Regions from separate parts of the Mus musculus genome. Here region 2 is linked to region 1. The links are chromatin contacts, called in public HiChIP or PLAC-seq maps. All regions are on one chromosome and are shown on one strand. The core of a region is the stretch at or near the end of the contact, and the rest is flanking DNA. Distances in the headings are between cores, read along the strand shown.

Region 1 (4,656 bases), core at 490-2,989:
TCTGACCTGATGCCTGCTTTATGGCGCGCTCTGCCCTGCTGAGGACTTGGCGCTAACGGGTTCCCTCTTCCTACAGCTGCTGTTCCAGCCTTTTCTATAGATGTGCAGTGGCTAGGGCCTGTTCCCTGCGGTTGCAGTGTGTCAGGAACACAGACAAGATATGGACAGTCAGCAAGCATGATGGGAACTGTGCCAGCAGTATGTGTGTGTGAGAGGGTGTGTTTGTGTGTGTGTATGTGTGTGTGTGTGTGTGAGAGAGAGAGAGAGAGAGAGAGAGAGAGAGAGAGAAGAAAAAACATCTATTTTAGTGGCTTCTTTTCCCAAAGTTAAAAATAGTTAATCTCACCCTGTGTGTCTCCTCCCCCACCCCCCCAATCAGAGTAGCACAGAGGACACACAAGGGCTAGTTTGTTTCAGACTTTCTGTCAGAATACACTGTTGGGTAAAACATGTTTTCTTCTGAATGTTTTTCCAATAAGAAAACACAAGCAATTAGGAGCCAAGGTTTACTGTGAGTCTCTGGCTTTAATAGTAGCGGGCTATGCTAGTTAGTCACAATGGCAAAAAGTCTGCTTGTTATCCACAAATCACTAGGGTTCCAGCCTGTTAACATCACTACATTTCAATTTTCTATTTGTATTGCAGTTTTTCTTTTTCTTCTCTTTCCCAAATAGTGCCGGGTGATGCTCAACTCTCCATCCTTCTGACTACACACACACACACCCTCACACCTTCCCCAAGTAATGGGGTTACAGGCTGAAGCAGCACACAGACCTTCTGGTTGTATATTTTTATTTTATTTGATTCTTTTGTAACAGGGTTTATCTTTGTAGCCCTGGCAGTTTTACAACTTGCTTTGTAGACCAGGCTGGCCTTAAGAGTTCCTACTGCTTCTGTCTTCTTATGCTGGGGTTAAAGGCGATTGCCGACACACCCAACTTGTTTGCATATTAGAACAACAACAACAACAACTTAAGGCAGGACTGACCTCTGTTCTAACATCTGCCTGTGAAGAGATGTGTTTTCAGAAAAAAGAGACACAGCAGCATCTTCAGAGGCTTGGAGAACACAGCCTTCCCCACTGCCTTGAGTTTGCACAAAGGACCTTCTCAGTTGTTTTGTGACCCTCCTCCAATTTGTCTGTAGCTGCTTTTATACCTTGAAACTAGTACTTGGCACGTAAGAGCTCAGAGCCCTGGAGCCTGGGCAGTGTGGACATAAAATGTGTCCTCTCCGTGTCTATGAGGTGTGTCCACTCCTCACTTGTAGACACTGTCAGCAGTCTAGTGTCATTTAAAGGGTGCTCTGGCTTTTCCCAGCTGTGTTGCTGTGGAACTTGGCCCTTCTCTCCAGCTCCCAGGAGAAGGAAAGCTGCTCTGAAGGCTGCTAGGCACCAGAACCAGTGTCTGACTAGGGGCTTGGCCTGGCTTTCCGCTGTCTAAGCACTCCTAATGCTCAGCTTGGGGCGTGGCCGGGTGGGTCCCACTGCCATTTACGATCTTGGTGCAACACAAAGCCTGTTGTAAATACAAGTGTCAAGGGTTTTGGCTTGTTTTGGTTGTCCCTGCTTTGTGACCTTGGGCCAGTTAGCCTGGGACTCTGTCTCCTTGGAGATAATTGTATGTGTTTCTTATTAGGATCTAGTAATCAAAGATCCCTTGGAATGGTGAGTGGCACACAGTAGCTAATTAGCACTGCTGTCCCTAGCACAGAAGTGTGTGCACTCAGAGCATCTGGGTGCCAGAGGACGCAGAGAAGGAGGGAGGGGTGTTTGGACAGAAAAGGCATCCTTATTAGGGCTGGCAGAGAGGACATCTGGAGATGGTGCCCAAGCAAGGGGGCACCGTGCATAAGGGTACCGGTGGGAGAAGGGGTTTGATATATCTAAGAAGCCACCAGGAAACTGACAGGGTAGTGGAAAGTTAGACTGGGTGTGTGGTTTGGAGGCTAGGACATTAATTCACTCATAAATAGGCAGTAAAGGTTAGCCTTTGCAAGCCTGCTCTGTTCATGCAGGCTTGTATCTCAGGTACTTATAGGGCTGAGCAAGAGAATCAGTTCACAGCTGGCTTGAGTAACTTAAGAAAGACTACGTCTCAGTTTTAAAGTGAGACCTGGGGTGGCAGAGTGCTCACTTCCCATGAGTAAGGCCCCAGGTAGGTCCCACATTGACCAAGAAAACAGCAGCAGGCAGTCATTTAGAACACCAGGCTTCTAAGCTCTGGAACAGCAAAAGGATGCTGAAGTCCAAATAGATGAGTGAAGTGTTGAACGAGAGATGGTGACTGGGTGGAGGCCTGCCAGGAAGCCATTCTGACACCGAGTGTCCTTGGGCTGTGGGATAGAGAAAAGGAGTGCACAGCATGATCAGGATGGGAGGGCTGATGGTGCACAGGGAGACTGCAGGTACTCTAGACCTCCAGATCCACACAGATCGTGTGCATACGTTTTGTGTGTGTGTGTGTGTGTGTGTGTGTGTGTGTGTGTGTGTGTGTGTGTGTGTGTAGAGACAGACAGACGGGATGGGGAAGGGGGCAAGTTATTAGAATGAAACACTCCTCATGGGTACCTTATAACCGAGTGGAACCCTTCTCTGATCTGAGCTAGCTTCTCCAGTCTGTAGTGAGGATCCAGAAGCAGGAGGAGATGGAGCCAGTTCCTTCCTTGTGTGACTAGATGGCCTGCTTTGTGCTTTGTCAAGCTGGCCTGTTTGACAGCTTTTGCATCCTGGTGGCTGCTGTGTGGCTTTGCCCCCGCTGGAAGCTCTGCACCTCCAGAGACTGAGAATGCTGTTCTCCTGTCTGTGAGCAGAGCTGTTGCAGAGCAGGCCTGAGTCTAGCTGGCCTGGTCAGGCTGCTGTAGGCACTGTGCCCATTACATTTGAGACTGTGAAGGACAAGGCACAGCAGAAGGGAGAACAGGGTTTGATAGCCATAAGGTTTCTGGGGTCATTGGAGGAACTGGGATTTCACGCTTGCAATCAGCCTGTCAGGAATACTCTGTCACAGGCAAGCACCCTGGTGTCCCCAGGCAGAGGTATTAGTCTGGGCAATTTGGGAAGTATGTGTTCTCACAATGGAGAGTCTAGGTTGAAGCCACACCCAAGTCCAGGTTCTTGGTTGTTTGACTTTAAAACAACCCCTGGCCCCTGGTTTTTACTCACTGCCTTGTGCCTCACCCCATGCGCCATCCCTCATCTGGTCTTCACAGCCATCTTTCTGAGGGGGGGCACTTGTGTTGTGCCCCTGCCTGGCACTGTGACACCTACTGTGGGCCAGTTACCTTCCTTGTTCTGCAGGCGAGGAGACTGGGGCACATCATGGTGACACAGGTGCACCTTTGGAGGTCAGGGAGCTGACAGGGTGGCTCTTGCCTTCCACCACGAGAGTCCTGCTACTGTGCTCAGGTTGTCGGGCTTGGTGGCAAGCACCTTTACCTGCTGAGCCATCTCACCAGCCTCCAAATGCCTAGATTTTAAGGTTCAGACCCTAAAGTCCCTGAGTCAGGCACATGGCAACAGGATTTGGCATTTGAAATGAGCTGGGGCTATATTGGGAGAACCACCTCAGTAGAAGAGAGTTCAGAAGATCCTGCACCTACTGGGTAGGTGGTGGTTTGGTGGTGATGCCATGCTCAAACCTGAGCACATGCGCTCTACCACCGAGCCTCCGAGAGTGATTCCAGTCCAGCTTCCAGTGTACCTTGGGAGTGGGGTTACTTCTTGAGTGTAGTTTCTTCATGTATAAAGCAAAGGAAGCCAGGAGGTGGTGGTACACACCTTTAGTCCCAGCACTCGGAGGAAAAGGCAGGCGGGCCTTTGAGTGTGAGGCCAGCCTGGTCTACAGAGTGAGTTCCACGACAGCTAGGGCTACACAGAGAAACCCTTGAAAAACCAAAAAAGAAAGAAAGAAGAAGTGCAGTAAAACAGAGGAATTGGCCTGGATGCTTTCCCAGATCCTTCCTCACCAAAGCCTCGGGTTTCTAGAATTCTCCCTGTGACAAACAATGAGATAAGCAAATGTGGGCTGGAGAGATGGCCCAGCAGTTAAGGGCACTGACTGCTCTTCCAGAGGTCCTGAGTTCAAATCCCAGCAACCACATGGTGGCTCACAACCATCTGTAATGAGATTTGATGCCCTCTTCTGGTGTGTCTGAAGACAGCCACAGTGTACTTACATGTAATAATAAATAAAACTTTAAAAAAAAAAGAGAGAGCAATAAGCAAATGTTGTTGTGGTGTTTGTTCAGATAATATCTGCTATTTAGATACATGATGTATCATGCATTCAGGTGTGGGTGTGGGTGTGGTATCTGGGAATTGAACCTAGGGCCTGACGTGTGTTAGGCAAGTATTCTACCACTGGTCTTTATTCCCAGCCACCCCCACCCTTACAGCCGCTCTTTTCAAAGGTCACATATCACAGTGTTGGCCTGTGTAAGGACACAGCTCTGGCCGGGCTTGGTGGCGCATGCCTTTAATCCCAGCACTTGGGAGGCAGAGGCAGGTGGACTTCTGAGTTCGAGGCCAGCCTGGTCTACAGAGTGAGTTCCAGGACAGCCAGGGCTATACAGAGAAACCCTGTCTCGGAAAACCAAAAAAAAAAAAAAAAAAAGAAAAAAAAAAGAAAAAGGACACAACTCCGTAGTTTATAGCAT
Region 2 (5,036 bases), core at 2,300-4,799, 150 kb after region 1:
GGATGATAAAAGAAAGACTGGTCCAAGGTCACCACCAGTTTATGGAAAAAATTTCGAGACGAATCCACACAGCTCAGTGTGTTTACTGTGCGATGTATAGAACTTTGGAAGAGTTAATGCCAACACTGTAAATAAATATTTACATCTTCTGAAGGAAAACCGCGTAAATGATAGGTCACGGACGGAAACAGTGAGGGCTTAAGTTAAATAGAGGCCAAGGCCGTCAGGTCGACTGGAAGATAAACAGCCGGCCCAAGCGGTGGGGGTGCAGTAAATACAGTGCGGGACATTTAAATGGAACCAGTTGGACTCGTGTAAACTGGGGCAGACTCTCCCCGGGGCCTCCCTCACACACAGAACCGCACGTCAAAACGATTGGTTTTAGTCTCTTGACAAATGCGTTTCTTTCCACCGACTCCCCACAACCCCCCAAGGCTATGAGAAAGGCTGAGGTAATCTGGAGGTGGCTTAAGGGTCAAAGGGAAGTGTGGCGGCTGTAATCGCGACGGATCCCGTAGAGAGCTCAGAGTCCAGAACAAAGAAGATTCTGGAAGTTACAATCACGACATTGCTTCTGAACCAGTCTTTCTTCAACAAGATTCAAGGGACTTTGCTGGTCCAGAGCCCTCAGCACACTTGCCCAGAACCCACACTCCGTGGATGTCGCTAACGGTCCTCAAAAAACAAAACAGTTTACCCTTTCTCCAGAGCACCCCTTAAACCTTGTAGTCACAGGTTGCGCCTATGATTACTCTGTATTGAACTGGGGCTGGGGCCATGGCAGCAGAACTGGAGGGTTCTGTCGAGCGACCGGTAGGGGGCAGCAGAGGGCAGCGAGACTGTCGAGGGAGAACCTGGGATTCCCCCTCCCTCTGCCTACTTCCCCCCTCCGCTCTCCCCAGTGACTCAGCAGCCACAAACGCCAACTTGAAAACGTTCTCTAAGCTACGTCCCCAAAACAATTGCTCCTTGTGCCCGGGACACGGGCGCGAGTTACACACTTAAGCTGTTCCCAAAGAACTATATTCAGTTGGTTTTCAACTCCGGGGAAAAGCTGGCAGCCTCTTTGTGGATTTAAAAAAAATAATAATTTTTTTTTTAAGTTGGAGGGACAATTAAACCTTTATGGGCCCCAGAATGTACCTAATGCAGACATAAATAATGCCCTCATTTCTGTCCAATATGCTTTCTGGCAACAGAGAGGGTTTTGGGTTTTTTTGGTTTTGTATTTTTATTTTTTTGCCATGTCAGGATAGAGTTGAGCTCAGGTCCCAGAAACCCATTTTGATTAGGGCAGGTGACAGGGGTCAGCAGGAGTCATGACTCTGACCCTAAATATGACACCAGCTCTCTCTCATAAAATGGACACATCGCAGGCCTCCGGGCCTTACTGGTCTTAAATAAATCACTTACAGAACTCTTAAAAAGACTTCCCAGACAGCCACCAGGATTTTAGGCCAAGAAAACTCGTTTTGTTTCCTTCGTGTGTTTCTTTGGGTCCATTTGTCAAGAACCCTGACTGCTCTCAACACAATACAATACATTCACATACTTCCAACTTGGTGTCCTTGAATGGTCCACGGGATTTCATTTTAATCCAATAATATCATTAAATGCTCCAGGGCCTCCCTTCTTAAAGGACGGTTTGAGCAAACCCTTTTGTTGAGTGAGGCAGCCTTTGTAAGGCAAATGACCAGCCACCAATTTTGTTTTCGAAATCTTGGGATTTCACATAGCCCATTTCCTCAGACGGGGGCCCCCACTGGAGGTGGGGGCCTGTGTTTTATTTTACCAACTTCGGTAAAGACTGTCTACTGGACACACAGGACTGGACAGGGATGAAGGCACTGCGAGTTAGCTGGAGCAAGAGATGGGTTTCAATCATTCCTGTCTTCTGTAATTATCTAAATTGTACCGAGAGCTGAATATAATGACCTGACAAAGAGTGACATGGAGAGCCAGTCTATTTGAAGTTGATCTCAAAAGAAATGGCTGAGAAGTTAGGGGGTCATTGCTGTAGGGGTTTTTATTTGTGGTAAAATAGTATAATATTTATCACTTTACCCGTTCCTGCATAGACAATTCCGGGACATTTTAAATAAATTAAAGTTACAATGTTGAGTAACATTGTTACTTATCTATACCCAAGCCCTTTCCATCATCCTCAACAAACGCTCTGTCCTCTTCGGACAAAGACTGCCCATCCACGTCCCTCCTCCCTCCTCCCTCCTCCCAGACCACCGCGGCCTCTCTCTCATCTCTAACAGTAGAGATGTCACACACACCAAGGTTTCTGTAGTTCTTTCTCCCTTCCTACCACAAGAGAACGGGGAAGTTGCAGTGTGAGCTCACACACACACACAAACACACACACTCACATATACACACTTATATACACACATTCACACACATTCACTCACACAGACACACAGGCATTCTCTCACACATACACACACACATTCACTCACATACACACATTCACTCACATTCACACACATGCACACATACACACTCATACATATACACATATTCACTCACACATATATGCACACACATGCACATATACATACACATATATACGCTCACATACACAGACACACAGACACACTCAGATGCATTCACTCACACACACATTCACTCACACACATATACACATTTACTCACACACACATATACACATTCACTCACACATATGCACATTCATGCACACGTACATATTCACTCACACATATATGCACACTCACACATACACATGTACACACTCACACATACACACTCATACATACACATACACACAATTCACTCAGTCACACACACTCACACATATGCATACACATTCATACACATATATACATACTCACAATGCATACATATTCACACACACATATACACACACTCACACATACACATTTACTCGAATATATATATATATATATATATATATACACACACACACACTTACATACAAATAACACATTTTCCTTCACACACACACTCAGTCTCACAATTCATTTACACATACACCTCAGCCAGTGACCTATAAGGACACTCATACACCCACACACTCACACACACACTCACAAGCACACAGACACACACCTCACACACACTCACACATACACACACACTGCATTTTTCTACCTTCTAGATTCTTCCTAACACTGTCTCCACAGTCCCCCTCTACGTTGTCTACATGATGAAGCCTGGGCTCCCCAGAGCTTCCTGGAATGGTTTAACCTTGCTGGAGGGTCTGCAGCCTCCGGCAGAACAAAAGGAGGTCAGTAGGGCTGAGTCTCTGCTGCTCGCTGAGGAATGGCAAGAATTTTCTGACCCTGATAGTCTGAGAAAGCAAGAACAGGATAAGTTGGTGGCTGATATGGTGCTAAGCTCACTCACGTGTAGCCCTGATGTTCCTAAAGCCTGTGATGTACACACCTGTGACATGCGGGGCTAAGAGAGATGGGAACACAAGAGACATAGAGGCCTCCCAGGGCACCCTCAAATTCCATGCTGTGGAATTTCCCATTGAGCTGCTGACTAAGGAAGAGGCAAGAGGATTGTCTCAATTACCAGAGCAGCCCGAGCTATGCAGTGAGATCTGGCTGAATAGCCTAGAGTATATAGCAAGGCTCTGTCTCAACAGCTCCCTCAAATGGGGTGTGTGTGTGTGTGTGTGTGTGTGTGTGTGTGTGTGTGTGTGTGTACACACATATACCCAACATCCGCATACACAAACCTACACACAAATACAAAGGAGGGCTGTCCCCTCAAGGCAAAGGCTAGGAATACAGCCCAGAAGTGCCACTCCAGACCAGGCCAAACCACACCCTAGGCTCACTCTCAGTCCAGTCACAAGGAAGAAAGCACAGCAGAACCATCTCCAACCCCTGTAGGGTTTCCATCTCTTGTCCCACAGGCAGCAACCAAGGCACCCAGAAGGCTTCCTGTTCAGGTTTGTTGTTTTGTTTTGTTTTAAGATTCATTTATTATTATATATAAGTACATTGTAGCTGTCTTCAGATGCACCAGAAGAGGGCATCAGATCTCATTGCGGATGGTTGTGAGCCACCATGTGGTTGCTGGGATTTGAACTCAGGTCCTTTGGAAGAGCAGTCAGTGCTCTTACCCACTGAGCCATCTCTCCAGCCCCCACCCCACCCCACTTCCCCGCTCAGGTTTTATGCTGCCACTCATTATTTGGTCTCTTTCAGCTGCCTCCTATCCCTCCCCCACCTTGGTCTAATGGAGACCTCACTTATGTAAAAGTTGTCTTGTTCTCTAAGGAACTACTGAGGGGTTCCTCCCCAGCTCCAGCACTGCCAGCCTGCCCCCCCCCCCCCTCCGGGAAGGCTGCAGCTTAAAGGATAGAGAACTCTGGGCTTCAGAATGGGGGTGCCCTGACAGCAGCCAGACCACATAGCTATGCTCCCCAACTCTGAGAATTTGGGGGGGAAGAGGGGAAGCATCTGGAATTCTGAGACAGAGACAGACAGAGTGTGTGTGCGCGCGCGTGCGTGCATCTGTGTGTGTGTGTGTGTTTACCCTGGGAGGCCAGAAGAGGGTATCAGGTTATAGGAACCTGTGGGCCTCCTGACATAGATGCTGGGAACCCAAATCAGGTCCTCTGAAAGAGCAGCAAGTATTCTTAACTGCTGAGTCACTCTAGCCCCACATGACCCTCTCCACCCTCCCTCCCTCCCTCCCTCTCTCCCTCCTCTCTTCCCTCCCTCCCTCCCTCCTTTCCTCTCTCCCTCCCTCCCTCTCTCTCTCCCTCTCTTCAGTGTGCGAATGTCAGTCCCTCACTAAGTTTCTCTGTGCTTGGAACCAGTGTTTGCACTTGATGTTTCCAGAAGTTGCTAAGAGGGTCTCGCTACCTCGAACCCATGTGTAAGTTTATTAAAGAGAAGTTCATTTGTGCTCGCTACACTAAATCCTGGCTGGTCCCTGTGCATAGGACACAAGTTGGGTGAATGAGGCACGGGAGAAGTCTGCTTCCTAGCTTTTTATTGGTTTGGAGACGTGGTCTAACTGTGTAG

What was found. HiChIP or PLAC-seq counts read pairs in DNA pulled down with a chosen protein or histone mark.
Region 2: a contact with region 1 is called in an H3K27ac HiChIP or PLAC-seq map of embryonic stem cells, with 22 read pairs. The contact joins two enhancer-like sites. A contact is called at or near these places in 5 of 39 promoter capture datasets (the 3T3-L1 cell line, the HPC-7 cell line, embryonic stem cells and 1 more), 5 of 115 datasets of contacts at active chromatin or transcription factors (embryonic stem cells, fibro-adipogenic progenitors and pancreatic cancer cells) and 2 of 9 other capture datasets (adipose tissue and pancreatic islet).

The regions. Positions count from the first base shown.
Region 1 is chr17:27,939,087-27,943,742 of GRCm38.p6, forward strand. The region is part of intron 1 of Anks1 (ankyrin repeat and SAM domain containing 1); the gene reads left to right. Among named protein-coding and RNA genes, the nearest start is that of Anks1, 32 kb to the left of the region's middle. Within about 2 kb of position 1,740, at least 43 of the 459 cell types and tissues checked have an H3K27ac peak or open chromatin away from gene starts, as enhancers often do. A contact at or near this core is called in embryonic stem cells, where this site is marked.
Region 2 is chr17:28,084,297-28,089,332 of GRCm38.p6, forward strand. No RefSeq gene overlaps it. Among named protein-coding and RNA genes, the nearest start is that of Tcp11, 6.2 kb to the left of the region's middle. Within about 2 kb of position 3,550, at least 29 of the 459 cell types and tissues checked have an H3K27ac peak or open chromatin away from gene starts, as enhancers often do. A contact at or near this core is called in embryonic stem cells, where this site is marked.